Linked DNA regions of Zea mays: all the other regions are linked to region 1. The links are chromatin contacts, called in public Hi-C maps. All regions are on one chromosome and are shown on one strand. Each heading gives the region's core, a stretch centred on a gene start, on an enhancer-like site or on the middle of the called end of the contact. The rest is flanking DNA. Distances are from core to core; before and after follow the strand shown. Region 1 has its middle 67 kb from the start of LOC109939235. Region 2 holds the start of LOC100274004. Region 3 holds the start of LOC100383723. Region 4 holds the start of LOC100276558.

Region 1 (4,240 bases), core at 478-2,977:
AGTTGTATTTGATCTGAATATACCAATACAAACAACCAAACAAAAACCTATGCACAAAGAGCCAAACTGCTCAAATACGAGCCAGGCTACCGGCCTACCGCTGTACAGCAACCAATCACACGGATATAGTAATACATATAGTACAACACTGCGGTATTTGGTTGCATTGTGTGCATGTCATTCAATCGGTTGTCCAAAATAAACACGTACGTACACGTGAGGTTTGATCAATCTTTTTCATGTGGGTCTGCGATGCAAGTGGTGATGGAGGCGATATCTTATCTGTATATGCTGAGGTACCTCTATAAAAATCGAAATACCGTAAGGCCGTTGTCCGGTGTGTTGCGTGTCGGTGAAAACCCACAAACTAGTTGTGGGGCGAGCCGCGAGCAGCAACCAGCGCTACCGTCCTGTTGTTGTGGGGCTTGGTTGATGATCTTGCACTTAGGGATGGCAACGGGTAAAATATCCGCGCATATTGTCTCTGGACATCCATATCCACGACTTATATCTAATATTCGAACCCTACCCGTTACCCGCCATAGATAACAAACAGTATCCACATCCGTTACCCGCGAGTAACGTATATCCGCGGATATATCTGTTTGCCCACTAGACATACAAAATATTTAAATCCAGCAAATTCAAATATGATATCATATTTGTCCAGCAAATTTAAATATGATCTTGTTGAGTGCCACCACTAGGGGTTTCCATGGCAGCGGTAACGCATTGAATTAATAAAAGTAACAATCAACAAGTCGTTGAATCTGAAATAATCTGTAATTGCATTTGGGTGAGAAAAACAATCAACAAGTCGTTGCATCTAGAATAACCTGTACTTTACACCAGGACAGCCGCGCAGGAGCCGGGGACCGAGGGAAGGTAGCACGCGCAGGGACTGAGGGGAGCAGGCCGCAGGAGCGCTGCAACTGGGCACAGAGCGCAGGCGCGCGGGGAGTCAGCGATGCAGGGAGCCAGGGACTGAGGATGAGCTGCGCAGGGAGTCAACGATGCAGGGACTGAGGACGAGCTGGAGATCTGCGCTCTGTGCCCGGGAGCCGCGCAGGAGCCAGGGACCCGGACCGATAGGGGGCAGTGGCTGCGGGAGTCTGGGAGAGGTGAGATGGAGTGTGCGGCGGCGGTAGGAGTGGGCGACGGCGGTAGGAGTGGGCGAGTGGGAGAGGACAGAGGAGAAGAGAATGAGACCGGAGAATGGACTGGCGGAGCGAGGGCTTCGCTGGATTGCTGGAAGCCTGGAGATTGGAGAACGCTTGTGGCCTTGTGGGCTATGGCCCGTGGGCCTGCGGGACTGGTGTAATTTTGACGGATATTCGGGTAATTGAGTATGGATATTGATTTTTTGTATTCGTTTTAAAAATATCCACGGATATCAAGTGCTACCCGTATCCATATTCATGGATACAGACTTGTACCCAAAATCATGCCCAACGGGTTTTTTATCCACGGGTACGCGGATAAATGACATTCATTGCCATCCCTGCTTGCACTTACACGCCCATAATCCTTCTCGCTTGTTGGACACCGTCGGTCACCATTGTTGGACAAGGCCTTGCAGTCAAGCGGGCCGTGGGAAGCTTTCCCTGGGCCGTCGGGATTTATGCCATCTGCAAGTGAAGCCCGCTAAGAATTCGCATGGCCCAGAGCCCCATACGCACTCAAGCCTGAACTGAATGGCTCCTTCCAGTTGCTCACTGCCTGTTGATGCCTCCTGCCCTAAATCCTGAAGAACTAGGCATCAGCTGTTCAGCGCGCACACACGTGACGCGTCCCGGTGCTGTACTTCCGGCGAACGGAGAAAAGCATGACACATAGGGTCGGTTTGTTTCAGCTTATAGATTATATAATCTGGATTATAATCTAAATTATATAATTTAGATATATTATAATCTCTATATGTAGTTATTTGATAGTTTAGATTATACAAATGTAGATTATTCACAAAGACAACAATATTATTATTGTTTATTTGAGGTAAGAAAAGAATGATAGCATATATTGTAATTTCTATTTCCATTACCATGAATAGTGGATCTTTTGTCAAAATAATCTCAAATAAACTAGTCTTGAGAAGATTATGAGATTATCATAATCTGGAGTTTAGATTATATAATCTAAATCCATAATCTATATGTTCGTTTAACTATTGATTATTTGTACTGTATTATATAAGGCATGTTTGGTTCACTACCTCAGTTGCCACATTTTGCCTAACTTTTCTGCCTAAGGTTAGTTATTCAATTCGAACGACTAACTTTAGATAAAGTGTGGCACATTTAGCCACAAACCAAACAGGCCCATAATCTGGAGAGATTATAATCTAAAACAAACAGTGCCATACTACTATCGTCTAACGTTCTTTCCGGCTCTGCTAGCGGCCGGAGAGGAGAGCGACGTGGCGAGCTTGCACAGAGGGCTGCGCGGCGCCGGCGAGCTCTCGGCGAACGCCGGGAGTGTGTGCACGACCAGGGCATAGGGCGTAGCGACGAGCGCCGAGCGGGCGTGGTGAGCTCGCGACCGGTCGGGGAGCGGGCGCAAACGCGGCGGAGTGTTAGCACACCACTGATGCTAGGGAACTGGCACTCAGGGAGTTGCCTTGAGTAGGAAGAAGGGGAACGAGTTACAGGGTTCAGATTACAATAATAAGTATTTTTCTCTAGCGCAAACGCGGCGGAGGGCGGCGCGGGATCTCCCTGCCGGCACGACCAGCGATGCAGCGAGCTCACATCACAGCGAGCGTGTACGGCAGGGAGGTGCGGATGGTGGCGAGGAGGGCGACGAGGCGAGCGTGCGCGGCCTGCACACAGAGGGCGGTGCGGCGAGCAGGCAGCCGGCGTAGCGAGCGACGAGGCTCGCTCGCTCGCAGCGCGGTACGTGAGCGTGCCAGGCTGAGGTGGAGGGCGGCGCCGGCGCGAAACGCGGCAAGCTGGCCGGCCGGCGGCCGCCACCGCGGTGAAGCCGAAAGAGGCCCGCAACTCGCGCCTATGCGCCGGTTGTCAAGGTGTATATCCCTGCTCCGCGCCGTGTTTCTACGGTACCTCCATGCATCTCCGATCCACCTTGTCGCAACGCATGACCTTGCGTTGCGAGCCTGCACTGCACTGCACGCACGAGAACGGCCCCCATGGCGACGCGCTCACATGGCCTTCCGCCAACCACTAGTGTTGACTTGAACAAAAACACATTAAAAAAGAAAAGAGGATCGCTTCGTCAGATCAGAATCAGACAGAGCGCCTCGATCTCCAATCAAAAGACCAGACTCCAGAGCACCTCCGGACTAAAACAAAAAAACAAATTACAAATACGCCTCCTCCTCCGGATGCGTACTTGCGAGGCCAAATCAAAGATATCCTATTGTTCGTTCGGGCCGGCTCATCTCCCTGTCTGTCGGTGACATCATCTGGTCTGGGATTAACTAACGATGAGGCTGCGACTGCGAGGAGACAGAAACCCTGCACCTGCTAGCTTCCAGATAAGATCGTTATGGCGTAATGTATAATCTAATTAGTACGTGCTAAACAATGCAGAGCGGCAGGCTTAGCGCATGTAATCATTGCGTGTTTGTGGTGGCTGCGCGCACTACTTGTACGTTCATGATTGCGCATTGCGTAATCCGGAGGGTTGGATCAGGATGCCACGATTAAACTATATAGTATGCATGTTTGTATGTCGAGCGGGCCCAGCTCCTACTATGGTGGAGTAAATTGTTTGCTACCAACTTCGTGCCTGTGATCGGTGTGTTTATCGGTGGGTGTTACTGTTAGAATTATAGGCATTTTCCGTACCATTTTAATTCCATAAATTAACATTATGATGATGACATATAATAAATAATTAACCATAGAAATCGTGATCTCAAAAATATCCATAACAATATGGATCATGAGAACAGCAAGCATATGAAGCATGTAAATCATATAAATAAAATAAGTATATAAGCATGGTTCATGGTTTATTGCGGAACAACTGGAAATAAACAGATAACAATATAAACAGGATGACTGTAAAATTAAGACAAACAGATATAACATATTATAATACGATAGAGCAAAGCTACATACGACATATATAATATGCAGAATATAAAACTGTAATGAACTGAATTGATCATACCCTCTCATGCGTTCCGAGGATCCTGATCCTTGCCCAACTTCTCTTGTCATCCGATCGAGTTGAAGACGCCAAGAACCAGCGATGAAGACAGATGTTGGGCAGTCGC
Region 2 (4,240 bases), core at 551-3,050, 360 kb after region 1:
GTAGTCTGCTGTATTTTCTTGGTCATATCAATAGGCAGCTAACAGTGATAGGTTTGTAACTGAATTGTTTAGGAGGCTGATAATGTGTTACCTGGAAAGGACTTCGATGAAGCAAGCAAAAAGAAGGGGGAAACAGCAAGCTGAAAAATATTTAAAATATGGAGGTTAAACACCACGAGTGTCAGATTGTGAAAACAAAACACTTACTCCAAGGCAGTAGACATGTCAGGATCTAACACAGATTTGTGGTGCATAGTTTCTAGCAATGATATATTGTAGAACATTGTGCAAGCTGATATGTGGTATTTATATTTTTGAGAGACTACAAATAAATAAAAAATTTGCAGAGGTGAAAGCAAAAACTATATGGCTTATGCAAAATACCCAAAACGAAATTTCTGTGCAGAAACCAGTCCAAAATCATCAACATCAACAAAGCCTTTTATCCCAAGCAAGTTGGGGTAGGCTAGAGTTAAAAACACAATAGAACCCACAAATCATGATTCAAGCACATGAATAGCCGTTTTCCATGCACTCCTATTCAGGCCTAAATCTTTGGGTATATCAGTCCAAAATCACAATTCTCTAAGCCTAGCAATTGAAGTCGCCCTGTCAGCATTGGTCATGAAGACCTCTCGTATCTATGTCATTTGGGATATCTGTTCATGCATTTTTTTCTGTTGCTGAAGTCACCATTATGTCACAACCATAGTCACAAAGTTCACAGTCCCAAGTCAACTGGATAAAGGAATGTGGTAAGCTACTTGCGAAAGGTTTTCACAAGGAGCAAAATAGATTGTCCCCACATTCCATGGTCAGTAAGATGCGACTTCGACTCTGTTCCCTATGACAATGGTTACAACTTACATCATCATGAAAAAGCCTAGATGATTCGTAAACAATTCAAGGGTTTCCAATGGGTGAAAATGCATTGATTAAGCATGTAATTTGAGTATTTGATAAACAATGATCGATGCATAACTCCTCAAACTGCATTGCAAAACATGTATTCTTCTATGTGGTATTTCAATCCTTGAGTGCAAAATTCCACAAGTAGGGCCTATTTGCATCAGTTAGGGTTAGTTATTAGCTGATATTAAAAATTAGACCAAGGGGTTGGCTAACAACTATTTGGAGACATGGCTAAAAAATTAGCCCACTTATTAGCCTACTGGCTCCTGTTCAAATGAGTTAGGGCTAAAAGTTAGCAAGCCCTATGCATCAAAACAAGCTATTAATCAAACAACCAATTTTCTAATATCTGCATTAAGGAAGTCAGCTAACAATGATCATCAAGAACCATGAGAGCCAAAAAACACAAATCTATCATAATTTCAGTTACCCTGAGTCCCTGACTCCACAAAATCATCTCTTACAACCTATAATAGGGCGTGACATCAAAGGTATAGCCAATGGCAGACCCAGTAAATGAGTAAAGGCACCCAATAACTTTTGGAAATCGAATTTAATAGCAATAATACATATATAAACTTATAAATAGATCGGATCCGAATACAAAAACCCAAATAGATTAAGTTAGGGTTCGGGGGCTCCATTTCACACAGCAGAAAAGGAAGAAAAGGGGTGCATATACCTGGTGGGTGTTGGTCGCCAGCAAAGGATCCGACGAAGAACTGACGAAGGAACCGACGAGGCTAGACTCGAGCACGTAGCGTGGGGCGGCGACGGCGGTTGCTATAGCCAGGAGAGCGTGCGCGCTCGTAGGGTGGACGGGCGAAGAAAAAGAAAGGCGGCGAATGGAACGGGTTCCAAATCCTCTAACGACGACAAGGCTGCTAGGACGATCCAAAGGCAATTCACACAGACACAGTCATGGGGCTCATGGCCTTTCTCATCTCTCTACTATCTGTACCATATAATAAATCATTTGTTTCTATGGTTCTACGGTTATCATGGTCACTCTTTCTCTTTCTACTTTATACAAAAACTAGCAAAATATAAAATAGCTTTATGCAAAAGAAATGCTATCTTCATTCTCAAAATATTTATTACCGATTAGTTATTTTTAAAATAGGACGCGACAAATAAAAAACAAAGAGTAGTAAATAATATAAAAATATAAAGATATATGTGTTTTATTGGTTAGATGGATGTGAATGTGGATTTAAAGATAAAATTGTATAAAAATAAGGATTTAAACGTTGATTGTTGGGTCCACGTTCACACTCATCTAACCAATAAAACATATATGTTGTGTTTTAGTAATACAAAGTCTATCTATATAATATATATGAATCATACAATCTACGAGCATCTAACTAGCATGAGTGAATATATAGGTAAAACCCTTTCACCATTTTTCCACTAGTACAATGTTTATGAGTGTTGCGATGGTATATAAATATTTGATAAAAAGTTTAGCGGACAACAATTATATAAATACGAATTTTTTTCTCTTCCTCGCATATTCTTGCCCCATGTATACTCCACCTTCCTATGTTCTTGCTTGTCCCACGTCTATCCTACTTTTAACTAATCGCTTAGTTGTTCTCCCGCTGTCTCTAGAGGAGTCTACCTTCAACTAATCTCCAATAAGAAGCATTTGTGTGCACTGTGCACCCAGCCAAAAACACGTTTGTTTTTTTATTAAGTTGAAGCTGTTTAAAAAACAATTCTAAAATAGAGTTGTTTTATTTGGGTAGAGCAATTACATAAACTTGAAACGAACATTTGAGCCTTCAGACCGTGTCCAGCACTCACATGGTTATCTAAAATATTGTTTTGTACTGTAAACTGTATTGTTCGTAGACTGTAGTATTTATAAAGTAGAGTTTAAAATAAGAGACAGTATGAATAAGCTGTTGGAGAGATAGTCTTAGTAAGACTCTCTTCAACGACGCACGCTACTCTATCTGTATTGGCTATAGTTTAACATCAGTCCGTTCATCACATGACGCTAAATAGGCTACATTGCAAGAGGGTGACACAGGACACCGCTAGATACAGGGGTGCTATAATCGGCACGCTTGTCTCGGTATAGGCATACGACAGTACTTTCACGTACTTTTTAGTTGAGAAAAATTGACAAGATGATTTTATCGAGGTAATGGGATATATGGGAAAATTTAGAGAGAACCGCTATAGATAATGAAGATATATAGAGAGATAGATAACATGGCATAAAAGTGGGATATAGAAGATGGAATATAGAGGGAACTGTTAAAGATAGTCTAAGAGAGCCAGTTGCACGCATTCCTCTTTGTCTACCGTAGATATCACATCCCTTTTCTGTTATTATCATTCACAAATTAGACGCCATGCAGTGCTAGCTCTCCGTATGCGTTGTTCAACATAGCTCATTAATGAGGTTCTGTTTCAATCTCACGGGATAAACTTTAGCTTTCTACTAAACTTTAGTCATATAAAGTAAAGTGTTAAAGTTTAGTTTCTTAAGGTGTTTGGACTACTCTAATAAAGTTTAGCACATTAAAATAAAAAGACACGTATGCCTCTAATGCGGAGAGAGAATGAGGTTGAAGGGTATGGGGTGAAAATAGGGTTCTCTGGCCCACGTTTAGCTCTTTTTAGCATCCCTTGAGTAGCTTATGAGATAATAGATGTTAAATTTTATCACACCACCATTAGCTCTTCTGTTTAGATCACTAAATGGCTAAAAGTAACTAAAAAAGCTGCTAAATTCATGTTTCAAAACCTTGTTGCTGCTGATATTGATAACATATAACATAGTTAGAAATGACTGAACGCATACTAAAAATTCCTATACATATATTCAATTATTCGTCCATGGAAGAAACAGTCGTCGTGGAGAAAGAAAACAAAGATCGTCGCCCATCATCATGTCCACGCATTTTGTACCTGGAGCCGTCGATCGACTATATATATTCTGCGCTGGAATCTCGATCGATCGACTCCGTCAGTTGTCTGGCCTAGGGAAACGATAATCTTGCATTGCGGTGCCGGGAGCCTGGGAACATAAATATAAGGAACAATTGGATCTATACCATTAAAAGATCCAAACTTTAGATATATACCATGGACCTCCCATGTCATTGACTGACTCATGTGGACCCACATGTAAGTGAGATAGTAATGGTATGGATCCAAAGTGGTGATCTTTTAATGGTATGGATCCAAATTTCCCTAAATATAAAATAACTCAAATGTAAAATTCCAGAAAATGTATCTGGAATTTCCTTATTATTAAAGTAGCAAGTAAACGTGGCCTGATAGCCCATCCACGTCAGCAGGAAAATATCTA
Region 3 (4,240 bases), core at 1,172-3,671, 330 kb before region 1:
CAGCGTACTGTGTAGTTATAACATATAACAAATATGTGTGCCAGTAAAGAAATGCTAACACGGACAGGCCCAAACCAAGTTCAAGCAATTTAGTACATACCAGAGGATTTATTCTTGTCAGGATAATGTTTTTATCTTGTAATCTTATAACTGGACGTGTCATTGGTTGCTGGTTATCAGACAATGGTGGAACAATCTCAGGTTGTGCTTTATACACTTTTCCATCATCATAGACCTGATCACCTTCTATATATTGCTTTAGGATGGACTTATCATCCTGGTACCTCTTGATCTCTGATAGCATACCATTCCTACGTTGTGGATCAGTCTCATTACTCAGCTTTCTTTGAAGTGCGTCAATTCTGTCCTCAAAAGACCGTGATGTATTGGCGACAATCAATGTCTCATCAAGGTCAAATACAATACCCAGGCACCGAAGATTTAACATGGTCAAGCAAGAATTATACAAACCAAATGGCAATTTATAGCCCCAGAAACATGCATGATTTGTCAAGTTTCTTCTGGATGTCATCGCAACTAAATGCAACTCTTCATCTCCAAGTGGAACAACCGCAGTCTGAAAGCACAAGGAATTAAAGCATTCAATGTGATATATACAGTGTAGAACCATAAATGTAGTTTCCAAATAGAATATGAGGGAAATGAAAGAGTAAGTGGAAGGTGAAGATGGATGTTGAAATCTCTAGCTCTAACACTTGATGCCAGAGCTACAGATCTTAAATTCTCGGTGATATTTAAGAAGATATGGGACATCAAGGCATGGAGAACCAGTTGAAGGAAAAAACTTTGGTCAAAAAAATGCAAAATCTGAATTGGCTATCACTTCATCATATCCTGAATTCTAAAATCAGATAAAGTTTAATATTGAATATGGAAATGTCGATACCAAAGCAAAGGGACTTTGACTTACAGGATTGCCATGAAAAAAAACATTTGCACATGTTTGTATATTTAGTCAAACCTAATAGAGAAGCACTTGAGTGGTAGCAACTTCATGTGACAGACCTAGGCATTCCATATTATACGTTTTAATGTTCAGCTCATTATCAGAAATTAGGAATCAAAATTCAAATCATATTAGTGTGATGTACAACGTTATCTCAACTAACACTACATCCAGTGATTCAAAGTCCACAAGTACCACATAAATGTCATATTTTCACAAGCTATTAGATGTGTGTCCCAGTTCCAAAGCACCAATACATGTCATTCAGACATCCAAATTGTGAAACTTAAATCTCTGTTTCTGAAGCCCTTCAAACTAGCCTCAGTGAAGTTAAAAATTCTGTAGTTTGGTTGATTGTGGAGTTAGGAATGAGTTCAAAGATATCAGTGCATTCTTAGCCACCGTTGACATCCTGCCAAAAATCCTTGTCCAGTGACCGTTCAAGCAAGATTAACAGAATTACAGAATTATTCAAATCCTATGTAAGAACTAATTATGTCCTGGTAAGCTTGTCCATGTAATAAGAATTAAAAAATTCCTTCCATCAAAGCGTCCATCATGTAAAATTTCTGACATGTAAAATCTCGTATGTCCTTTCATGTGTTTTGATTATTCTCTCTTTTTTTACGATGGATGTGAACCTCTTTTTATGTCAGGAATAATCTGTATATACCTTGTTCTCCCTGAGGCAAGCGGTGTGCATGACGACGAGAGGCGGCACAACGTCGGCGACAACGGGCGGCCTGGACTCCATGACGAGGCATCGGGCGCCGACGGCCACGGTGTGCATGACGGCCAGCGGAGGGCACCGCTCGCTGGGCGGGGAAATGCGTTCAACGCGGATTTCTCGCGCCCACGCCGCCATGGTCAGGCCCGCGCTCGCCTCGCCCTTGGGCCACACCTCCACCTCTCCGATTGAGGTGTTCACGTAATAAACCATCGACTTGAACATTCTCTCCAGATCCAGCAAAAAAACAAGCAGATCCAAAACGGATCAAGCAGATCCGCAGGGTCAAGGGTTCGTTCTGGACGTCCAAAACAAGGGCCCTGGTTCTCAAGGTAGATCTGCAAGCCTTGCAGGTCGGTTCTTATGAATCGTCCGAAACAGCAAAAAAAAACACACAAAAACAACTGATAGGGGGGAAGCCAGGTAGATGTGTTTGTGTGTGGTCTTAATCAACGATGTTTAAGATCGTGTTCGAATTCTTCACTGTCTCTGACAGACTTTGTGCGTCAGGTGAAGATTCGCAGGGTGGCTCGCTCAAATCTAGGGCAGTTCGTGCGCCACCGCGTCTACGGCGGCCGAGTTGGGGAGGTGGGAAGGGGAGGAGAGGAATGTGAACTGTGAAGTCGGGAGAGGCGTGAAACCCTAGCTTTTGATGGGATTGCAGCACCGAGCTGGAGAGCGCATGGATTTATTTTGGCAGGTGGAGGGGGATGGGGCATGGGGGTTGCGGCAGGCACGGGAGAGGGCGTGGGCGGATAGGGATAGCCGGATATAGGCATGGGCAAAAAGAACCGGAACTGAGGAACCGAACCGAAATAACCGAGAACCGAAACTGAACTAATCGAACCGAAGGAACTGTTATGAAATTCGGTTCTGGTCTTTTGAGAACCAAAATAAATGAGATATTTTCGGTTCTGCACTCCAAAGAACCGAAAAACCAAAAGTATTAGATTCAATTTGTTACATGTGTTTGTAACTTCGGATGTTGTTTTATCGACTTATGTTGAACCTCTAATCATCCATGTATTATCTATGAAATTATGGTCATTGTGCACTTGTGGTTGTTTGTGGGAAGATGTTGCTGAAATTTCTCATAAAAGTTGTCGTTATTCAGAATTTTAGAGTGATTGTACAGTTCGGTTAGAACCGAGGAACCAAACCGAAGAACCGAGAATCGAACTAGTCGGTTCTGGTTTCTTTATCTTTTTATTTCGGTTCTAGTTTTTGAAGAACCGAGAAACCGAACCGAAGTACCAAACGCCTAGTCCTAGCCGGATAGCTTGCTCCGTTTGTATTATCGCCTGGCAACTGCTGTCGCCGTGCTTTTTTTATTTATCGCATTTTAAAATAAATTAACTGAGTGACAAATATTTTAGGACATAGTTAGTATTATAAATTTATGTGTGTTTTTACATTTTTTATTTTGTATTAATAAAAATTGTACTATAATCACTTTTATAATAATCATGTAATTAAATTATTGAAGTTGTAAAAATAATATTTTATAAATTTATTATTTACTCCATTAATATATTAAATTTAAATTTTAATTCGTTTTGTGTTAAAAGGTACAAACAGTCTAATTTTTTATATCTTAGTAAATAAGATAAATTAGAACCTAAATTTTATATATCAGTAAAATAAATAATTAAGTATATCTGAAATACTCTTTGAAATTCGAAATAGTTTAATTATACAATGGCGGTATGAAAAACTTGACAGTTGTAGATTTTTTCTTCTAATTTTTCATTTACGCCTCCTCCATGGCAAAATAGTTTAGTTCTAGGAACGTGTGGTGGGCGGGAGGGTGTTTGACCGCTTTTTTACAAAGCAATGTTACTAGAGAATGAGAGAGATCGATCGTTTTTTCTCCATAATTCTTGCTAAGTGGTTATCCAAAAAATAGATGTTTTAATCACATAATAAAAGATTTTCTAAGACCATTTGCATTAACAGGGTCGTACCTGAGGGGTACAGAGGGTGTGGCCGCACCGGCCCCCAAAAACAGAGGCCTCCTCCCTAGCCACGGGATGCTAGCACTTTTTTTTGTTAAATCTATCTATCCTAGACACATACGTAAAGAGCGATGTGCTATCGACCAGTCTCGTTTAGATTGTTAAACTAATGTCTCAATTACTTATCGAATACTCCATCCGTTCTAAAATAGTATTTGTTTTATCTCTTGATTTTTATGTTTATATTCAACTAGATGATGATGAATCCACTGAAGAAGCAAAACGAATTCTATTTTGATATAGAGAGAGTATTATTTACTATACACATGATGGTTGCATCGGTGGATGGAAGCTTTTTAAAATTAAAATATTTTTGTGAACTATTTAAGGTCAACAATAACTCAAGAGAGGTTAAATGGTTTGGCGATTCTATGTGTCGAAAAGAAATTATTGGATGAGGTTGATCTAATAATATAATCGTTGATTTTGTATCACAAAATATTAGAAGATGTTTTTAATGATATCAAATAATAAGTAAGTGCTTTTGGCTATATTTTACATTTGTCATCTTATAAACTCTAAAACAGCATA
Region 4 (4,240 bases), core at 538-3,037, 300 kb after region 1:
AGACCCAGTCGCGGACGGTCCGGTCGTGCACCCCGGACGGTCCGCGAGGCCGCTATAATTCATTCTTCCGAACCCGTCACCTTCGGGTTTTTCGGATCCTTGCCTACCGGACGGTCCGCGCCTAAGGCCGGACGGTCCGCGCCTGAGGCCGGACGGTCCGAGCGAGGTCTCAGACGGTCCGCGCTTATCCTCCGGACGGTCCATAGTGCAGACTCGGATTTTTGCATTGGTTCTGTCCGAAGATTATCCTGGTGTCGCGGACGGTCCGCCGCAAGGGCCCGGACGGTCCGCGCTTGGCCTGTTTTTCCAAAAAGCTTCTCCTGTCCAGAATAATCTACGGTATTCCGGACAGTCGATTTAGTATAGTTGTAGATGAACCTTTGGCACCTGTAGAACATATAATCTAGAGCAAACTAGTCAGTCCAATAATTTGTGTTGGGCAATTCAACCACCAAAATCAATTAGGAAATAGGTGTACGCCTAATTCCCTTTCACCTCATCGCGGAGTAGATCGACATAGTTGTGGATCTCATCGACCGAAGCCTCGACGAAGGGCCGCCATGACTCGAAGGTTGCAGAAACCGATGCTAGGGCCCCGAGTCGCGTTGGAGGCACCACCTCGATGTCATCTATGCGCTCGGTCGTCGCGGCGACTTGGGCGTCGAGATCCGCGCGGATCGACGCTGGGCTCGTGACGGCGAGACTGGCCTCCAGATGTTGTAGGGACGTGGAGTTCCGAGCGACGGTGGACTCGAGTGTGGACTAGCGTGCGTCCTACGCAGATAGGCGGTCACAGATGTCTCGGAGAAGCTTGGACTATTCCTGGATCGCCATCTTCAGGTTGAGCTCCATGGATCCGGAGTCCTTCGCGCGGCGCGTGTAGTAGGCGTGCGCCAGCCCTAGATCGGTGTCTCCGATACCAATTGTTAGGCTCCCACAAGCACCGGATCTGGATAATGAGGGAAATCAGCAGAAGAATGGTTTTGGAGAAAGAAGGGGATGGAATACGGGGAGAAGATAGTTGTCGATATATTTCTCAGCATAATTCTCACCGTTCACTGTTCACAACGTTTAAGTATCAGCTATTACAAAGCCCACGACCCATTATGCCACCTAATCTTCTCCTAGGAATATAGCATTGGGCTTTTGTTGCAGCGATCTAGCACTAGATCAGTAGCATCTGCCGTTGGCTTCTGCTTCTCAGACGCACGACTTCTTTGGGATGCTGACACGACGTGTCGCCCCGCCTGTGGTGGTGACGCGGGAGAGCCCAAACGGGATGCGCCTATGAGCGGGCGGCGCTCAGGTCGCCGGCCAGGGAGGGAGCTGGTGAGGTGCTCCGTGTGGCCGAGCGGGCGACGGATTGGGAGAAGAAACGTTGGCAAATTTTCGCACTAGAGCACAAATTTTTGGCTTGCGGGAAAATCGGGGAGACATTGGCAATTTTGCTACTATGATTTACGGTATTCGCCAGTATGTCATCGGACCTATAAATTATAGACATAGATGGTCCTACCAGTTATAGACACGAGATAGCATAATAACAGACAACCAAAATTGAGAGTGGCAAAATCACAAATTTCTCAAAATCGGGTGAGTTGATAGGGCTCGGTTGGACGGTTGTTTTTCAATTAGAGATGCTCTAGTATGAAAAGGACTACCTCTGGCCCGGGCGAAGTCGACTGCTTAACTCAATGGGCCGTGCATCTTCGGTAATCTTTGTTTTTGGGGGGAATGCAGAGCCCTTATTCTTGGTTGGGCCACGGCCTCAACACCCAGCCGCCGCCGCCCGGCAGTTCCGTCTCCCTTCTTCGCCTTCTCAGTCAAGCTAAAACCTCGCTCGCCTCGTCCAGTCAGACATGGCATGAAACCCTAGGGCGCCCGCCTCCCCTCCGCAATTTGCCATTGCGCTCCGCGATGCAGGCATCCGCGCGCCTCTCCTACTCCGTGGCCTCCAGGAAAGGTGAGTAAAGCTAGTAATCAAGCCTATTTCGCCCCGCGCCTCCCGTGTTCGATCCAAGCTCTGGGTTTTGGCCGCGGTGCAGACATTGATGTGATATTATTTGCCTAATATGTTCCCTCTTTCCAGTGATCGCGGGTGTCTCTATCGCGCCCCCACGGTCGTGCTATCGGACCTCCCGAGGGAAGGCGCATGCGGCGCCGCTGCCTGCGCAGGAGCCGCCACCGAAGGGGCTGAAGAGGATTACAAAGCAGGAGCGGAGGGTTCGAATAGTGGAATTTGTTGAGAAGTAGGTTACTTTTTTTTCACTGTATTTTCTGGTTGTAGAGTTTATCTTTTTGGGTCATAGGTAGCAATTGTGTAGCTTTCGGCTTATTAGCACTTCTGTTTGGCTCTCGAGCTTAGTAATAGACACTTAGTGTGCGTTTGGTTGGGCTGTGAACTATGAAAACATAGCTGTGAGTTGTCTGCTGTGAAAAAACTGTTGTGAGCAAATAAAGCTGAAACTCGTTTGGTTCAAACTGTTGTTAGTTCTCCACTGTAAACAAAATGTATATTGTTTATATGCAATTTGTTTAACTATATTTCTTAATCAATATATTTAATTAAAACCTATTTCACATTTGTGTTCATGATTGTTTTACAAATAAATCAATTTTACAATTCCATTTTTCATCTTTTTATTAAAAATATTTTTTATCTTATTTATTATAACTTAATTGTTTTTAATCATATTTTAGTTTCTATTTGCTACATCTGCTCTGCTTATTAATATAGCGAACTTGGATAAGCAGTAAAAGCAGAGTCCAAGCGACTTTCAAATGTGTACTACAGAAAAGTTGTCTTTTCAAAGTAGCTGCAGAAAAGCTGAACCCTTTTGGTTCGGTTTCTGCTTTTTTTAAGCAGAAGCAGCATTAAGGTTGACATTTGAGATTTAGAAATTAGAAATGTGGCAGAACTCATTCACATCTGTAGGTTTCTGATAAAGATTGGTAACTATGTCTAGGAGTTATAAAAACGTTTTTTTTTCCTGGTTAGCGTTTTTTCCTGGTTAGTTAGTTATTCGTGTGACTCTTAAACCTTGTGTTTCTATTTAGTGCAGTTATAGGGCTTCAAACGAAGGCAAGTTTCCTACTGTAAAAAATATCTGTCAGCAAATTGGAGGTGGTTACTATGCAGTGCGTGAGTTACTTCAAGAAATGAAATATAATCATGCAAAATTACCACTGGGTAATGCTAAGGCAGCTCCACTTCAAACAACAGTTGAAGTCACTGAACACCCCATGCCTAAGGATGAAGCTAGAGTGGTTGAAAGTCAAGGAATACTAGAAGTTTCTGAGCACTCCATGGCCAAGGATGATGCTGAAGTGGCTCAACCTCAAGGAACAGCTGAAGTTTTTGAGCACTTCTTATCTAAAGATGAAGGTAAGGTGGCTCAGTGTCAAGGAACGTTTCACTTTCCTGAGCACTCAAGACCTAAGGATGACAGTGGAAAGACTGCTCGACATGATATGGACACTTCAGAAACCTGTAAGACTGCAGATGCCCCAGCTTTATCTGATCTAACAGAGAATGAGGGAATTTTATCTGACCAAACAGAGAGTGAGGTAATGAAGGACCTAACTGTATGAAGCCAAAATATTCTCTTGAGATGGTTATTTTTGTGCTTAGCAAAAATAAAAATAAAAATGGACATATGTCTTAAGATCATCGTGCATGTGCAGGACAAACCAGATCCTGGAAATCAGCAAAGAGAAATAGAAGCTAACAAATTTGATTTGAAGAATTTCGAAAAAAATCTGAATGCAAATGATTCAAACGCATCAGATCAAAGTGGAAGTGATACGGTGAATGAGGCAAAGACACATGCCAGGTATTGCCCTATTGGGCTTTTACGTGCAAAATGCTTTTGTTTCAGTGTCATTAGAACCATCATGTTGAAATTAATTGATAAGATTTATAGTATGCTAAAAGTTGTTATGCCCTGTATGGTTTAGTTCTTTTGTTATGATCAACTACTTGGACTTGGCAAGAGGACTGCTTCTGCCACTTAGTGTGTACAATTGGTTAATTCAGGCTGTGGAAGATGAATTTTCCCTTAGACTTAGGTAGAGAATTGCTATTAACTAACTGGTCAACTGACACGTAGTTCCTGGATTCCCTGGAAATATAGCTTTGCCAAACAGAACTTAAATTCCATCAATTTGTGCCAATGACTGGTTCAACCAATTTATTCCTAGTCATTGTGGAGTCACTTCAATTCTGATATTTGAGAGGACA

Evidence for each region. A called contact is a pair of places that touch in the nucleus more often than the background predicts.
Region 2: a Hi-C map of tassel shows a contact between it and region 1, with 2.8 times the contacts expected there. The contact joins the promoter of LOC100274004 here to the enhancer-like site in region 1. A contact is called at or near these places in 2 of 25 Hi-C or Micro-C datasets (ear and tassel).
Region 3: a Hi-C map of tassel shows a contact between it and region 1, with 5 times the contacts expected there. The contact joins the promoter of LOC100383723 here to the enhancer-like site in region 1. A contact is called at or near these places in 3 of 25 Hi-C or Micro-C datasets (ear, leaf and tassel).
Region 4: a contact with region 1 is called in a Hi-C map of tassel, with 3 times the contacts expected there. The contact joins the promoter of LOC100276558 here to the enhancer-like site in region 1. A contact is called at or near these places in 6 of 25 Hi-C or Micro-C datasets (bundle sheath, ear, endosperm and 2 more).

What each region holds. Positions count from the first base shown.
Region 1 is chr4:151,558,063-151,562,302 of Zm-B73-REFERENCE-NAM-5.0, reverse strand. No RefSeq gene overlaps it. Among protein-coding and RNA genes, the nearest start is that of LOC109939235, 67 kb to the right of the region's middle. Within about 2 kb of position 1,727, at least 20 of the 20 cell types and tissues checked have an H3K27ac peak or open chromatin away from gene starts, as enhancers often do. A contact at or near this core is called in bundle sheath, ear, endosperm and 2 more, where this site is marked.
Region 2 is chr4:151,193,441-151,197,680 of Zm-B73-REFERENCE-NAM-5.0, reverse strand. LOC100274004 reads right to left here and starts at 1,800. Exons shown (of 6, transcript NM_001148389.1): 1 at 1,595-1,800.
Region 3 is chr4:151,891,617-151,895,856 of Zm-B73-REFERENCE-NAM-5.0, reverse strand. It overlaps LOC100383723, which reads right to left and starts at 2,421. Exons shown (of 16, transcript NM_001321632.1): 1 at 1,641-2,421; 2 at 101-577. The coding sequence starts at 1,919.
Region 4 is chr4:151,258,050-151,262,289 of Zm-B73-REFERENCE-NAM-5.0, reverse strand. LOC100276558 reads left to right here and starts at 1,787. Exons shown (of 6, transcript NM_001150318.2): 1 at 1,787-1,963; 2 at 2,090-2,249; 3 at 3,063-3,082; 4 at 3,224-3,567; 5 at 3,685-3,833. The coding sequence starts at 1,918. It also overlaps the pseudogene LOC118477077.